Linked DNA regions of Macaca mulatta: region 1 is linked to region 2. Evidence: chromatin contacts called from public Hi-C data. All regions are on one chromosome and are shown on one strand. Each heading gives the region's core, a stretch centred on a gene start, on an enhancer-like site or on the middle of the called end of the contact. The rest is flanking DNA. Distances are from core to core; before and after follow the strand shown. Region 1 holds the start of SLC9A2 (solute carrier family 9 member A2). Region 2 holds the start of SLC9A4 (solute carrier family 9 member A4).

The links. Hi-C and Micro-C count contacts between places; a contact is called where the count stands out from the background.
Region 1: a contact with region 2 is called in a Hi-C map of fetal cortex germinal zone, with 3 times the contacts expected there. The contact joins the promoter of SLC9A2 here to the promoter of SLC9A4 in region 2. A contact is called at or near these places in 3 of 14 Hi-C or Micro-C datasets (fetal cortex germinal zone, fetal cortical plate and liver).

What each region holds. Positions count from the first base shown.
Region 1 is chr13:10,726,598-10,730,547 of T2T-MMU8v2.0, reverse strand. SLC9A2 (solute carrier family 9 member A2) reads right to left here and starts at 1,787. Exons shown (of 12, transcript XM_001108368.5): 1 at 1-1,787. The coding sequence starts at 151.
Region 2 is chr13:10,594,573-10,598,397 of T2T-MMU8v2.0, reverse strand. It overlaps SLC9A4 (solute carrier family 9 member A4), which reads right to left and starts at 2,451. Exons shown (of 12, transcript XM_077958950.1): 1 at 1,590-2,451. The coding sequence starts at 1,845.

The sequences.
Region 1 (3,950 bases), core at 538-3,037, 130 kb before region 2:
TCCTGCAAGGGGACACCCGGTGCGCTGGGCGCGCGGGGAGCCGCCACAGGCTCGCGGTCCGGAGGAGAAGCCCGGGCCGGTGGAGGAGGGGTGCTGTCACCCCAGTCGGGCGCTGCGGAGGCCAAGACAAGGCATGGGGTTCTCTGAACATACAGAAAGTTTAGGAAAGCCAAATTTTGTTTCCTTTGCGAGAGTTTATCAACTCGCGCACAAGGTGCTCTGCGCAGGGGAGCTCCCTGTGCGGAACTCAGTGTTCCCACGCCCCCACGGAGTCGGAATCCTGTTCTCTCCTCTGCCACACTGTGCTGCTTTCACCCATTTGCTACACTGTCGCTGCCACTTTTCTTCTCCCTCCCCCAGCTCACGTAAAACCAAAACATCTTTCTCCGCTTTTAGGCTTAGAGGTGTACATGTCCAAGAGCATAAGAAATATAAATATTTCATGGAAAACCAGTGATTTGCCTCGCTGAGATTGACTTGCTCCCCTAATTACAGGACAGGCTGTGGTTAGGAAAAGAAAGGAAGCGCGATTCTCCTTCTGGATCTGAAAGGGCTTTCTCATGCAGAGCCAACCTTTCCTGTCCTTCAGAGCGCAGCCTTCTTCACTGGTTGCGATCTCACTGTTCGAGCATCTTTATCGCCAGAAACTGAAATGAGCACAAAGGGGACTAGTTGCCATTCAATTAACTCAAAGTTTTCCCTTTGATAGTTATGAAATAAAAATCCTCCTCTTTTCTTAATCTTTGATGTGTCAAAACGCGTGGCTTCTACTATTAAACAAACACCAGGCAGTTCGACCTTCAAAGCAGTTTTTTTTTTCTTCTAAGTTTTAACATAGAAAATCAATGAGATGTCAGCAGAGGGTACAAGAAAAAAAATCCTCCACCTGCATAGAAGAAAATAAGGAACAGTCCTCTTTGGACCTTCAAAGTAATGGGTCCAGGCTAAAAAGAGAGAAGAATTCTGAGAGATGTTACAGAGCACTACTTCATTTGCTGTTTCACAAAGCACCAGTTTTTCAAAAGTGCTACAGAATTGAAACTAAAGATATTATCTTAAAAAGAATCACTGCGCATCCCAAACTCAGCCTCCCCTTCTCCTTTCACTGGAAACTTTTATTAAAGGTATGTGCCTAACATACCCCCGTGAAAAGGCAGCAAATAAGAGCTTTTTAAAATTTTTGAGTACCTATCTCTACATGGGAAGCTCAATACAAGGCACTTTACTTGCATTTTTCTGTTAATCATAAAAATCCAAAGAGGCAGATATTTTTTACCCATTTTATAAGTGAAGAAATATAGTGTAAAAATTTTTTAAAATAAACAAATAGACTTAATCAAGTTCACACATTAAGTAAGTATCTAGAAGGAATTCACGCCCAGGCCTACCCAGGCTAACACTGGTTTCATCTCACCCTTTACCCCATGACTAGTTGCCCATAAACAGCAGGCTATATTCTCAGCTACTGCAAAATAAGCAGTGGAGAATATTTCAGGGATTGTTCCAAAAAGTTATCGCAGGATACAGTTTTAGTAAGTGAATCAGGCAGGTCTACACACTTAGTGACATAGTAATAGGGAGAGGGCACATTTAGACAATAATTTCTAGGAGTTTGTCACACAACACTTTTAAGAATGATTGTGCATCATGAACCAGTAAATGAATGACAGATCTGTTTCTGGGCCCTCACTGCCCATAGACCCTATGTGGTATCAATTTAACTTTACACATCTATGCTACTGAAGTCAAAGGCTATCCACTTTTCTTTTTTACATTTGGAAAAAAAAAAAAAAGTCCTTTTATTTATTCTTGTAAGTAAATAAATTAGTTTTAAAAAGACGCTTTTCATCTTTCCCTTAAAGCAAATCTTAAAAGAGTTAAATTATGTCCCTATGCCGAGAGCGACTTGGCCTGGCTCTTTCTTCAAAATGCCCTCTGACTAGGAGCTCAGCCGTGAAAGTGGTAACACCAACCCATAGAATGACTGAAGCAAGAAGCGAAATGTGGGTACACATTTAAAACCCTTTAGTGGTTTCTTCGTGACCTTTAGACATCTTACCTGGTAGCTGAATTTCTGGACTAATTGGGGGTCCTCTTTTATGCCCTTTGATTTCCCATAACTTTTCAGCACTTAATCATTTTGCTTTTCTCCTACTGAAAATCTCTGTGAAGGTATTGGTCTGTTTGACTCATTCTTTTATCTTTAGCTCCTAGCATAGTGCCTGGAGACAGTGAGTACCTGCTAAATATGTGTTGGACGAATAAATGTATGAAATGACGATGAAATGAACAGCTCCCACACATTAGGGATCTGAACTGCAGGCCTTTCTCACAGTTAGGTCAGTTGCAGGATGGACATGAATTCTCCTAGTTTCACATGAAATGTTTTCCTCCAGTGATCCCTGGTTCACATTGTGGGATCTCTCATGTCTTTTTTCCCCCGTCTATCCAAATGATATATGAATTTAATCACATTACAAAATTTCTAAATATTTTTAGAAATTATAGTTACCTGATTTGAGATTGACTTTCACATAGCATGGAAATATTTACTAGGAATGTATGAATCTTCTAAGGCAAACACGTACTTTTTTTTTGTCTGTACTTTGCTCTAGAGTGGTCTGTTAGAATATTACTGTATTTAATGGAGTACTTTAGTAGGAATAACTCCTGAATTATACAGCCATCAAGCAAGACACTAGATCTGGCATCACTAGGAATCACAAAGAATTTTGGAATACTTTCTGGTCCAAGGGAAAGAAATTAGTAAAATAAAACAGAGTTAGCTTAAGAGGACACGCACCTTAAAATATAAAAACACGAGCTATGCAGAGGAGATTAGGATCCTGACCTAACCCAGGACTGATCTTAAATCTCCTGCTCCTGCACTGGAAACTTCAGGAAGAACTGAGGTTTAACTTTGTGTCTCTTGCCGTACAGAGCTTAGAGCTTACTGAAGAGTTGTTGAATGTTGAGACCTCAGGAACTTCTGTATGAAGGAGCAGGCAGAGGTCTCTGCATGCCAGCAAACATATTCTTCACAGCTCCAAAAGGCTTAATGTGCTATCCGTCTTTTTCAGATGTAGAGTGGAGGCTGACAGAGAGGAAGGAAACAGCTCATTAGTGGCAGTAGCTCTTCTGGACCACAGTGCGGCGCCAGAGGTTAGCACCTCCCTTAGAAGCTAGTATGCGGAAGCAATGTATGTTCAATCAAGAGACAGAGACCAGGGAACGGCTCCATCCTCAGATACCAGTGTAACAATCGCAATAGTTACTAATAATAGATACTAATATGTCACGCTATTCTTTGCACATTTTTATAATATTCATATTTTATATTCCCCTTTCTTTAAATTCTACATTGTGCAACCTCTAGCCATTAGTTGGGTAATAGATCAATTGAGAATCTTTGCCTATAAAAAGTTGACACTCATAATATTGTTGATTTGGTTATTTTATTATTATATTTGAAAGTTCTCAATGTTTAAACTACTGTCTTTTTTTAAGAGACTTACTTCTCAGCAAAAATCTAAGGACTTCTTCCCAGAGAGCAGTCATGCAGCGGTGTGAACATTTTACTGATGCCCACAGAATTAATGTTTTTCTCTCTTTCTTTTTGGCCACATATATTTGTTTCAGCAGAGAAATGTTTTGCTTTATGAAAAGGTACTTTCTGCAAATTCAAGCTTATAAATAATAGTGGTACTTTTTTGTTGTTTAGTTTTGTAGAGATGGAGTCTCACTGTGTTGCCCAGGCTGGCCTCAAACTCCTAATAACTCCTGGACTCAAGTGATCCTCCCTTCTCAGCCTCCTAAGTAGTTGGGACTACAGGCACACCACCACACCCAGCTAACAATGGTACTTTTAATATTGAATTCTCCTCAAATATTTAAGCTAAGAGAGTTTCAGATATCCAACCACCAAATTTTTCAGTGCTTTGGTTTTCCTC
Region 2 (3,825 bases), core at 1,202-3,701:
TAATCGTATTTTCACAGTGCTCTTCACTCCTAGACAGAATGAATATGGATGCATACAATGCCTCTACAAAACAAGCTAGGTTTTACACAAATATAAAACCAAGACAAAATGCACCCTTTCTGCATTTATATGTTTATTGATAGAGCAACTAGCTAGTCAGTGACAGGATGAGTTTCCTGGTACTCAGATTGACTTGAGCCATTTCTGTGAAGAGGAAGCCGGGTTGTGGAGTGGGAGCAGGAAACACAGAATCTCTAGCATATTGTTTTAAAAGGAAAACTCAAGTACCAAGTAAGATCGCCTTGAACACAATCAGTGTCCATATGATTTCACGAAAGATGTTAGACTGCTCTGAACTGAGAATGTTATCCATTTAGAAAGCCATTTTTACTTGAATACCTCTGAAAAATATAGTAAGACCCTTTGTGTGACTTAATTACTAAGCAAATTGCACAAGACTTCTTCAAACTAACAATTCCTATTTAATTCACACTTTACTAGCTCAAAATGAATAGCAACTATAAAGGAGAGTCTAAAGGGGACACCTATACCAGTGTCCCCAACACCCATGGAGAGGCAGCTAGGTGAATAGCCAGAGCCCACAGAAGGTAACTGCCAGACCTCAAAGCTCAACCCACATTTCACATCCATCCTAGAGAAAATATACACATATACATAAATGAGAATTAAAATGTTTCATTAATTCTATCTCAATAAGGCAATCTACATACTCAAATAGCATAAAGTTTATAGCTGAGGCAAAGGAGACATTGTGCTTAGCATCTGAGATAATTATATTAATTTTCCACTTTAGAATAAGTTGGTTTTTAAAGAGACAAGGGGGTGCAGTTAGGTATTAAATAGTCACAGAGAATAACCACCTCTTTGGTTTTTGACACAAAGATCCCTTGATTGGAATTTAATCTATTAACTTGGATTCACTTTATTTCACAAAGGAAACTAGAGGTGCCTCACTGGCCCCACTTGGCTTAGGTGTAAACTAATATTTTACTGACAGATATAGTATTATATGCCCCAGCAACCCATCACTGAGTGATACTAGTTGCCTATGGTTTTTTTTTTTTTTTTTTTTTTTTTTTTTTTTGCTTTCTGTCAATTTGCAAGAAGCACATGCTACTTTTAAAGAATAAACAATGGGGTCATTGATGAAGCCCACAATTACACAGCCAAGAACATTTTACAGAAGAAACATTATGTGGTTCCTGAAATTTGAAATTTCCACCTTGCATCATGCCCAGGTCTACGTGCTTTATTCTCTATATTTTTAAAGCATAGAATTTGAAAGTTTTGCATGTCAACAATGTCACATGGTTGTCACCCTGAAATGAGAAGAAACCAACACAGCCCAGTACACAGAAGTATGCTCTCAAATATCAAAGCACAATCTCAAAGTATTAAACAGCTTAGTAAAATGCAGTTATGACTTTCCCTTGACTGAAAGGAAGAGAATTTTTAATGTAATAGCAGTAACGGTTAAAATCCTCTTAGCCCATTATCTATAAGGCATTTTCACATTCACTATCTTATGCAAAAAAATAACTCACCAAACCAGGTGTTGAAGGACTTACCTATTTTTGCAAGGGATGCTAGAAGTATCCAGAGAGTGACCTCATAAGGAATTTGCACGTAGTCAAAATCCAGTTCAAAAACAGATATCCTCTCATCTGGCTCTGAGCTGGCAGCAGCAAACCAAGCGTTAGGTGCATACTGAGCAGTGGAATTTGCAGATTCATTTAAATCAGAAGATGCTTCAGAACACTCAAGAGCCACTAGCAGTAGCAAACAATTCCAAGGACTGAGAGTCACGAACATCTGCAGAGCCATTCTTGTGGGCTTCTCCTACCTACCCCCCTGGGTGGATGTGTGCCACACATCTGAAGTCGGGGAGGCTTCTAGAGAGTGACTGCATCCACCTGGGTCAAAAGTAATATAGGTACAGTCCGTGGGTCCTCCCAAGAAGATTCCGAGTGTGTTATTGAGCTCTGCATGTAGACGCTTTCTAATCTTCTTTAAATCGTTTGTGTTCAGGCAACTCAGCTTCCAACTCAGACGCAGTTATTCAATAGACTTGTTAAAGTCCATGGAGTTACCTGGAGGACCTCCATCCAATCATGGCTTGAGCAATTTATGAAAGGAATAAAAATCTCTTCACTTAAAGGCATTTCCTCATTTCACTGCATACTGGCTTTGTCTTGTGGGTGAAAATTTAAAAGGATACTGTAGCGGTCATTCCATAGATCATTGGAGTCCTTCTAACGAGGAAAGGAAACCTTCCCTCTCTATCAGATCCCAGGAAGGAGCTATCTGATCTGCACCTGTTCCTTCTCTCCTCCCCCTGTCCTCTCATTTGTTTTGAATGGCCAAGGCTGCAGGTAGCTCTTGAACTACACTTAATTATTTGCTCTGATTTGACTTCTGTAATGAAATCCTTTCTCTGAGTGTTCTCGGGAGGTCACACTGCTGACACCTACTGGGCACCTGAAATACAACACCCTTCACACGTTCAGTGATGATCATTAAGGTGACCATGAAAGTATCTAAACCAGGACACTTTGGGGAATGAATAATAATAATGATAATTATGCAAAGCTATAGGCACAAACCAGAACTGTCTGGCAAGCTGTCTTATATTGTCTCTATACATGAGGAAGAAGGAGGATAAGAAGGAGGTGGTAACAACAAGGATGGTAGCAAACATTGAAACTTTTGCATGTTACCAGACTCCATGAGCAGTCATTCAGAGAAGGAATGAAGTTCCAGATCTCTATGAACTTTACACTATAATTTTTTTAAAAACAGGAAACCAAAGAACAAGTTTCATAAATACACCTAAATACCTGGATTTGTAAAACTCCATGGCACATCCAGATTTTCCATTTAAAAAACATTTGTTGTTGTTGAAAAGAAGCAGAATCATAGAGTGTTGATGAAAGAATTTTGAGATAATTTTTATGAGCCTACTTCTCACGCTTCTACTTGTGGCCATGTGACCTTGGGGAAGTTAATTACCTTTCAGAAATTCTTTATCTGAAATGGGGAGGAAAATATCTGTCTCATTGAGTAGCTAGGAACATTAAATAAGATAAAGCAAGTAAAGAATTTGGCATATCATTGGCACTTAAATGTTAGTTTTTATTTTAAATTACATTTCTTATTCTTTTAGGATAACACACAACACTTTTGCAACGATTACTGATACTCAGTGAAAAATGAGAATAATACATCATCCATATACTACCTCAACATCTCTTTTATATGTGTTTTGTTTTTTTCTTAGTTCATATTAGTGAGTGCAGGGGATTTCCCCCTACCCAACACACATACACACACACGCACACACACACACACTCAGCAAACATCACTGGGAAATTGAGAAAGGAATGGTTGAGAAGGGCTAACACCTAGATGCAAATTCATAGTGAGGCAATAGAATTAAAAATTGGCATATGAATATTTTTTCTTTTTCCTTCAGTTTGACTCCAAAATAGATTAGATTCAGTCACTGAAATGAGACTATCAGGTGGACTACAAGAAGGGTACCCATATTGAGTCAATTATTTTTTCTCAAAGAATATATGAATATCCTTTAATAGAAAGCTGCTTTATAATAGGTGTTTTATTTTTATTTGCATTTTATTGCAAATTTTTTTTTCTAAAAAGAAATGAGGGAGCAAGTCTCACATAGTGCCTTGTGGAAAGACCAAAACTAAGAATCAAAAGCCTTATTTACTCAGATATTAATTATCTTATTGGCTTTGGAAAATTACCTGTTTGAGCCTTAGTTTTCTCATCTATAAAATAAAG